Regions from separate parts of the Mus musculus genome. Here region 1 is linked to region 2. Evidence: chromatin contacts called from public promoter capture Hi-C data. All regions are on one chromosome and are shown on one strand. Each heading gives the region's core, a stretch centred on a gene start, on an enhancer-like site or on the middle of the called end of the contact. The rest is flanking DNA. Distances are from core to core; before and after follow the strand shown. Region 1 overlaps Oprd1 (opioid receptor, delta 1). Region 2 overlaps Epb41 (erythrocyte membrane protein band 4.1).

Evidence for each region. Capture Hi-C pulls out chosen DNA fragments and counts their contacts.
Region 1: a contact with region 2 is called in a promoter capture Hi-C map of pancreatic islet. The contact joins two enhancer-like sites. A contact is called at or near these places in 2 of 15 datasets of contacts at CTCF or cohesin (CD8 T cells and stem cell-derived epiblast-like cells), 1 of 484 Hi-C or Micro-C datasets (bone marrow-derived macrophages), 3 of 115 datasets of contacts at active chromatin or transcription factors (the HPC-7 cell line and embryonic stem cells) and 3 of 9 other capture datasets (adipose tissue, liver and pancreatic islet).

The regions. Positions count from the first base shown.
Region 1 is chr4:132,111,647-132,114,912 of GRCm38.p6, forward strand. Oprd1 (opioid receptor, delta 1) reads right to left here. Exons shown (of 3, transcript NM_013622.3): 3 at 1-2,422. The coding sequence ends at 1,881. Among named protein-coding and RNA genes, the nearest start is that of n-TAcgc3, 12 kb to the right of the region's middle. Within about 2 kb of position 1,880, at least 19 of the 459 cell types and tissues checked have an H3K27ac peak or open chromatin away from gene starts, as enhancers often do. A contact at or near this core is called in pancreatic islet, where this site is marked.
Region 2 is chr4:131,968,585-131,971,765 of GRCm38.p6, forward strand. All of the region lies in intron 11 of Epb41 (erythrocyte membrane protein band 4.1), which reads right to left. Among named protein-coding and RNA genes, the nearest start is that of Tmem200b, 48 kb to the left of the region's middle. Within about 2 kb of position 1,792, at least 4 of the 459 cell types and tissues checked have an H3K27ac peak or open chromatin away from gene starts, as enhancers often do. A contact at or near this core is called in pancreatic islet, where this site is marked.

The DNA of each region.
Region 1 (3,266 bases), core at 630-3,129, 140 kb after region 2:
GGGCAGGTTGCTCCCTCAGGCAGTGGAGGAGGAACGGGGACAGGGCAAACAATGACATCCAGGGGAGCTGAGATCCAGGAGAGCCTGGATCAGTTTCTGGGCCACCCTCTGCAGCGAGAGCAAATGAGGGACTCAGGAGAAATGGGAGAGAGCAAAGGGCCACACCGACATCACTGCTATAAAAGCCCTTCTTCCCTCAATCCCTTCAAAGCAGAGTCCGACTGGGGCAGTTCCAGTCCCTGGGAGTCATGGACACCAGGCATCTGATGGACAGCCAGACGCTGGGAGAAGGGGCAAGAGTCTTCTTCCGGGTTCTTATCAAGGGTCCAAGTATTTGGTGAGAATCCTTATTCATGTTACCACATACGGGGGGGCTCAAACAAAGGGTCTCGGTGCTCTGGTACTGAGCCACATACACTAGTACCCCAGGAACCCCAAAAGCATCCATGTTCAGGCTTCAGGATTTAACCTGTAAGCAGAGGCCTCAGCCCCCTGCCTCACGATTTACTCTCCCTACAACACACACTTTTATTGAGACAGGGTCTCACCATGTAGCCCTGAGCATCCTGGAACTCACTATGTAGACCAGGCTGGCCTCTGCCTCCCAGGTGCTGGGATTAAAGGCATGTGCCACCACTTTTAAAAGAAGATTTATTTTATGTGTCTGAGTGTTTCACCTGTATGTATGTATATATGTATGTATGTGTACCATGTTCATGTCTGGTGCCCACAGTTGTTGGAAAGCATTAGATTGACTGCGACTGGGGTTACAGATGGCTGTGAGCCACTATGTGGGTGCTGGGAATCGAACCTATGTCCTCTGCAAGAGAGTCACGTGCCCTTAATCACTCAGCCACCTTTCTGGTTCTACTCCCACTTCTTGACACAAAGGCTTACTCGGTTTCAGGGGTCCCTTTAGAACTTGCTTTTGGGGCCCTTGTTCAGGATCCAGGGAGCCTCTGCTTCTGCCCACTGTCCACAGCCCCACAGGGATACAGGGCTGCGGGTTCTCTTCAAACCAGACTCAGAGACACCCACATAGTTTTTTGGTTTGAGGGTTGGTTTTGTTGTTTGGAAGGTTTTTGGTTGGTTGGTTGTTTTGTCTTATTGATCCCAGAGCCTCACACAAACACCCTACCACTGAGCTACATTCCCAGCCCTCTTTACATTTTATTTTGAGACACTAAATTGCCCAGGCTGTTGGTCCTTAATTTTCCAGCCTCAGCCTCCACTATGACTGGGATTACACAGGCCTGCCCCATCAGGCCCGGCTTGTATCCTCTCTACAGAGAAGTCACGTTGGCCCTAGCCTCAACGAGTTTAGCTGAGTAGTTAGAAAGGTGGTGAGAACTTTGACTCTTCTCCAACGTTGACCATCCCCCACTTATCCTCCCCCCAAGGGAAGGGGGCGCTTATCTCCTGACCAAACCCCAAGCTGCCTTGCCTGAATGCCCTGTCCCCTTATCTTCTCTAAGATGAGAGATCCTCCCCATAACACAAATGCTGGGACTCTCAGCCAAACCAAATCATCGACCCCATCACTGCCCCTCCTGGTTCCTGGAGCTGGAATCCTTGGGTCTTGGACTGGAGCTGGGTGTTCAAAAAGGCCAGAACCCGATGTTATCTCAAGGCGGAGGCTCTGTCCCATTGGAGAGGCCTTACTAATGGATACAGTTTAGGAATCACCAGCTCTGCTTCCTCACCCCCACCGTTCCAACCTGGAGCCTTTGATCCCTCAGGCCCCGTCCCCACAGGAGGCCTCCCCTCTGTGCAGGCCCAATTCTAGCTGTCCTGGTGGTGGCCACAGCCTCCCAGGGAGCTCGGTGTGGCCTCTGGATCACTTCACTTGGGAGGGGCGTTTAAGGGGAAGGTCGGGTAGGTCAGGCGGCAGCGCCACCGCCCGGGCCGTCGGAGGGGGTGCAGGCAGTGACACGCTCACGCGTGGTGGCCTGGCGGGGACGACGGAGACTGCCGGGTTCTTGGCGGCCGCAGGGCGTGCGACAGAGCTGGCGGAAGCAGCGCTTGAAGTTCTCGTCCAGGAAGGCGTAGAGAACCGGGTTGAGGCTGCTGTTGGCGTAGCCCAGCGCAATGCACAGGTGCAGTGCGGCCACCACAAGTGGGTCGCGCCGATTGATGTCCACCAGCGTCCAGACGATGACGAAGATGTGGATGGGCGCCCAGCACACCACGAAGGCGCCCACCACCACCAGCACCATGCGCGTGATGCGCCGCAGGCTGCGGTCCTTCTCCTTGGAACCGGACAGCAGACGCACGCTGCGCAGGCGCAGTAGCATGAGGCCATAGCACACCGTGATGATGAGGATCGGCACCACGAAGGCAAAGAGGAACACGCAGATCTTGGTCACAGTGTCCCAGTACCAGCTGGGACTGGGGAACTGGAGCATGCATACCACTGCACCATCTGAGTCCGGGGAAACAAAAGACGGGGATCAGAGGTCTGTGTGGCTAAGGGGCGCTGTCTGCTTGTCCTCTTTCAAAATGACTAGCTGGGTTGAGATTCTGATGTCTAATATGTCCCTTTACTTGGTGAACTCCGTCTTATGCTTAAAGACCCCAGAATTGGTCCTCATCTGGGAGGTCCCCTTCTGTGTCCTCTCGCAGGTCCTTTGTAAGCCTTTATGTCCATGAATGGCAGTAATAATTTATCCTGACCCGGTAATGGCAGTCATTGTGTGTAAACTCAACAGACCCCCCACCCATTTCTAGAATTGCTCCAGTGGATCGATTGATTTAAACAGTGGACTAGGGCTGTCAATATAATTTAAATATCGCCAGAGTGTCAGATAGAGTGTCCCTGTGTTCAATTCTCAGTACTGTATAAACCTGGGCCTGATGGCACATGTACCCTAAGCACTCCAGAGATGGAGGCAAGGAGGAGCAGAAGTTCAAGGTCATCTTTGACTACATTAACTTCTAGGCTAGGAGAAGGAGGAGGAGGGGGAGGAGGAGGAGGAGGAGGGGGAGGAAGGAGGAAGAGGAGGAAGGAGGAGGAGCAAGGAGGAGGGGGAGGAAGGAGGAGGAAGAGGAGGAAGAAGAGGAGAAGGAGAAGAGGAGGTAAGAAAGAAGAAGGAAGGAGAGGAGGAGGAAGAGGAGGAGAAGGAGAACGAGAAGGAAGAAGAGGAGAAGGAGAAAGTCTGACTCCAGCCCAAGTGTGTGGTCTTGGGCAAATTACCATCTTCAAATTTCCTTATGGTGAGGCTAATAGTCTAACCACGTTTCTTTAGTTACATTTAGATTTGTCGAGT
Region 2 (3,181 bases), core at 542-3,041:
GACAATCTCTTTTAATAAATCAGTTAATTAAAAATTCAAAAAAGGGCTGGAGAGATGGCTCCAGAATTAAGAGCACTGATGCACAGTTAATGTCTGCTCTTTCAGAGGTCCTGGGTTCAATTCCCAGCAACCACATGGTGGCTCACAACCATCTGTAATGGAGTCCGATGCTCCCTTCTGGTGTGTCTGAAGACAGCTACAGTGTACTCACATACATTAAATAAATAATAAATATTTTTTTAAAAAGTTAAAAAAATTCTGGACTTTCACCCAAAAATAAAGCATTAACTAATGGAGCGCCCTCTCCACCTTGCCAATGCCTTACAGCCCTGTTCTGTAAAGTACTTGGAACACTGACTCTCAACCAGGGTTGATTTCCCCCCAGGGCATATTTGACAATGTCTGGAGAAGTTTTGGTGTCACAGCTGGGGCAGACAGAGAAAGGAGATGCTGACACCTAGTGCACAGAGGCAAAGGCAGCAGAGGCTGAGGAGAGAAGCCTGCCTGGGCCGCTCTGGAGAAAAGACACTGTACAGGCTGACTATAAAATCCTCTGCACTTCATTAACTGTGACTTGGATTGGAACTACTTGGCATCTGCTTTAGGTAACTTAATTCAAAATAGAGAGTGGAGCTATAGCTCAGTGACAGACTGCTTGCCCTGCAGGCAGGAGGCCCTGGGCTCCACCCCCAATATCACAAAATAAAACAAGAAACAGTCATTATCTTTAGTTTTTAATCTTTGTTCTTTACTTCCAGGGTAAAAAAAGAAAATGTCCATACATTTTGTAGTAAAGCTTACTCAAGTTTAATGTCAAAACTAAACCTTTGTTTTTTTGTTTGAGAGAGGATTTTTCTCTACATATCCCTGGCTGTTCTGGAACTTAGCATGTAGATCAGGTTGGCCTTGAACTCTCAGATATCTGCCTGCCTTTATTTCATAAATGCTAGGATTAGGGGGCTGGAGAGATGTCTCAGAGGTTAAGAGTACTGGCTGCTCTTCTAAAGGCCCTGAGTTCAATTCCCAGCAACCAAATGGTGGCTCACAACCATCTGTAATGAGATCTGACGCCCTCTTCTGGTGTGTCTGAAGACAGCTACAGCGCACTCATATACAATAAATAAATAAATAATAAATCTTTTTTTTAAATGTTGGGATTAAAGGTAAGTATGTCCCATCACATTTACTTTAATACTTCATTTTAAAATTGTATTTAATTGTTAGTTATCTATCTGTCTCCTTGTGTGCATGTTGGTGGGGTGTGGGGGCACGCACACACGTCACAGCATGTGTGTAGAGGTCAGAGGGTAACCCAGGGCAATTGAGTCTTTCCTTTCACTTTGGGGTCAGGGATTGAACCCAAGCTCTCAGCTTTATGTGCCAAGCACCTTCACCCACGGCGCCATCTCCAGGGCTCTGATTGAGACATTCAGATAACAGGCCCTCATTCTTTCTTGTACTGAGACTTTTATTAGATTTGAATACTCTTTTATGGAAGCATACAACTTTATTATGTACTTTCTTCAGACTACTGAACATAATTTATTCTGATACATTTATATTTATAAAAAAAATAAAGCAAAGCAAAGGAATTCCTTAAGCCAGAACAGACTGACAAATAGAAAGTTACATCTATGTTATACAAATGACACCACGAAAGAAATGCTTACTATCCTGCAATGATCTCCAGAGAAAGACTTCTCAGAGGATGCCTAGCAAAAGAATAACAGAACCGTTGAGCCTGTCTCATCTCGCAATGACAGATCTGTGGCCGCTTGCGAGTCCCTGTTGCTAATGGGTGCTCTCTGCTAGTCAACCCAAGAGTGGCAGATGGTAGAGCAAGCCTAACAAAACAAGGGAACTGACAAAATATTTTTCTCACAGTTGTGTTAATGCCTCGGATTACATGTGTATTCACACCTCCTCTCAAAAAATTAATTCAACTCTGCCTGAAATCATAGACACATAGCCCTCGCTTTCACCATGTGTTATCTTGCTACATGAATTTGGTTCTAATCCAATACTAATACTGCAGAGCCAAATGATTTATGTCTTCAGCATTCCTATTGTGCATGGGAAAGTAGATACAAATATAAAAACTAATGACTAGATGCAGAAGTGGTCATAGTTCACAAACTGGAAAATACCAGCTATAATGACCATCCCCCACTAGGAAAAGTAGTAAGAAACAAGCCAGACAAAAGTGACCCTCACATGAGCCCTCGCCTCACATGGTGGTGCCAGGAAGAGACCTGAGTTTCCTGTGGAATGTGAATGATGCCAACTGTAGGGGAGCCAGGGAGAGAATACTCAACAGGAAGAAAAATACTTAATTCTAAATATCAGTAACTTCTAACACCATATACTTCAGTCCTTCTACTTATTTTGCTATGAGCTAATACTATTTCAAGAATATGTTGGGCAAAATCAATTATTCAGGTTGGAGAGATGGCTCAGTGGTTAAGAGCTCTGACTGCTCTTCCAGAGGTCCTGAGTTCAAATCCCAGCAACCACATGGTAGTTCACAACCATCTGTAATGGGGTCCGATGCCCTCTTCTGGTGTGTTTGAAGAGAGCAACAGTGTGCTCACATACATGAAATAAATAAATCTTTAAAAATATTAATTATGTACACAGTGACATATAACTCAACGGAAGGATACCACTTAGGAGCCCTGGAGAAAAGCAAATTCCCTTCAGTTTTGCAGTAAGGAGGCTACAAACTACAGATCACAATAAATATGGTCAGCGCTGTTTTATGTTTTCAACAACTTTACTGTGATATAATTTATATATTGTACAATTTGCCCATTTGAAGTAATTAAATGTTTATTAGTACATTAGTGATTTGTATTTAAGGTGTTTCAGCGTGGGCTGGGAAAGTGACTCAGCTGGTAATGTGCTTGTGGGCAAGTATAAGACCTGATTTCAGATTATCAGCCCCGTGCACTAGCTACGTCTATGTCTGTGAACTTAGCTGTGGGTTGGCGAGCAGATCCCTGCAGCTTTCTGGCAAGCCAACCTAGCACACTGGCGAGCTCCAGGTTCAGAGAGTGACCCTGTCTCAAAAACATAGCTGGAATGTTATCATAGAAACACTTGATGTCAACCTCTGGCCTCCATGTGCACTCACTGACATGCACTCATGTTTCCCTGGAAACAGACAGAATTCTCAGATGCT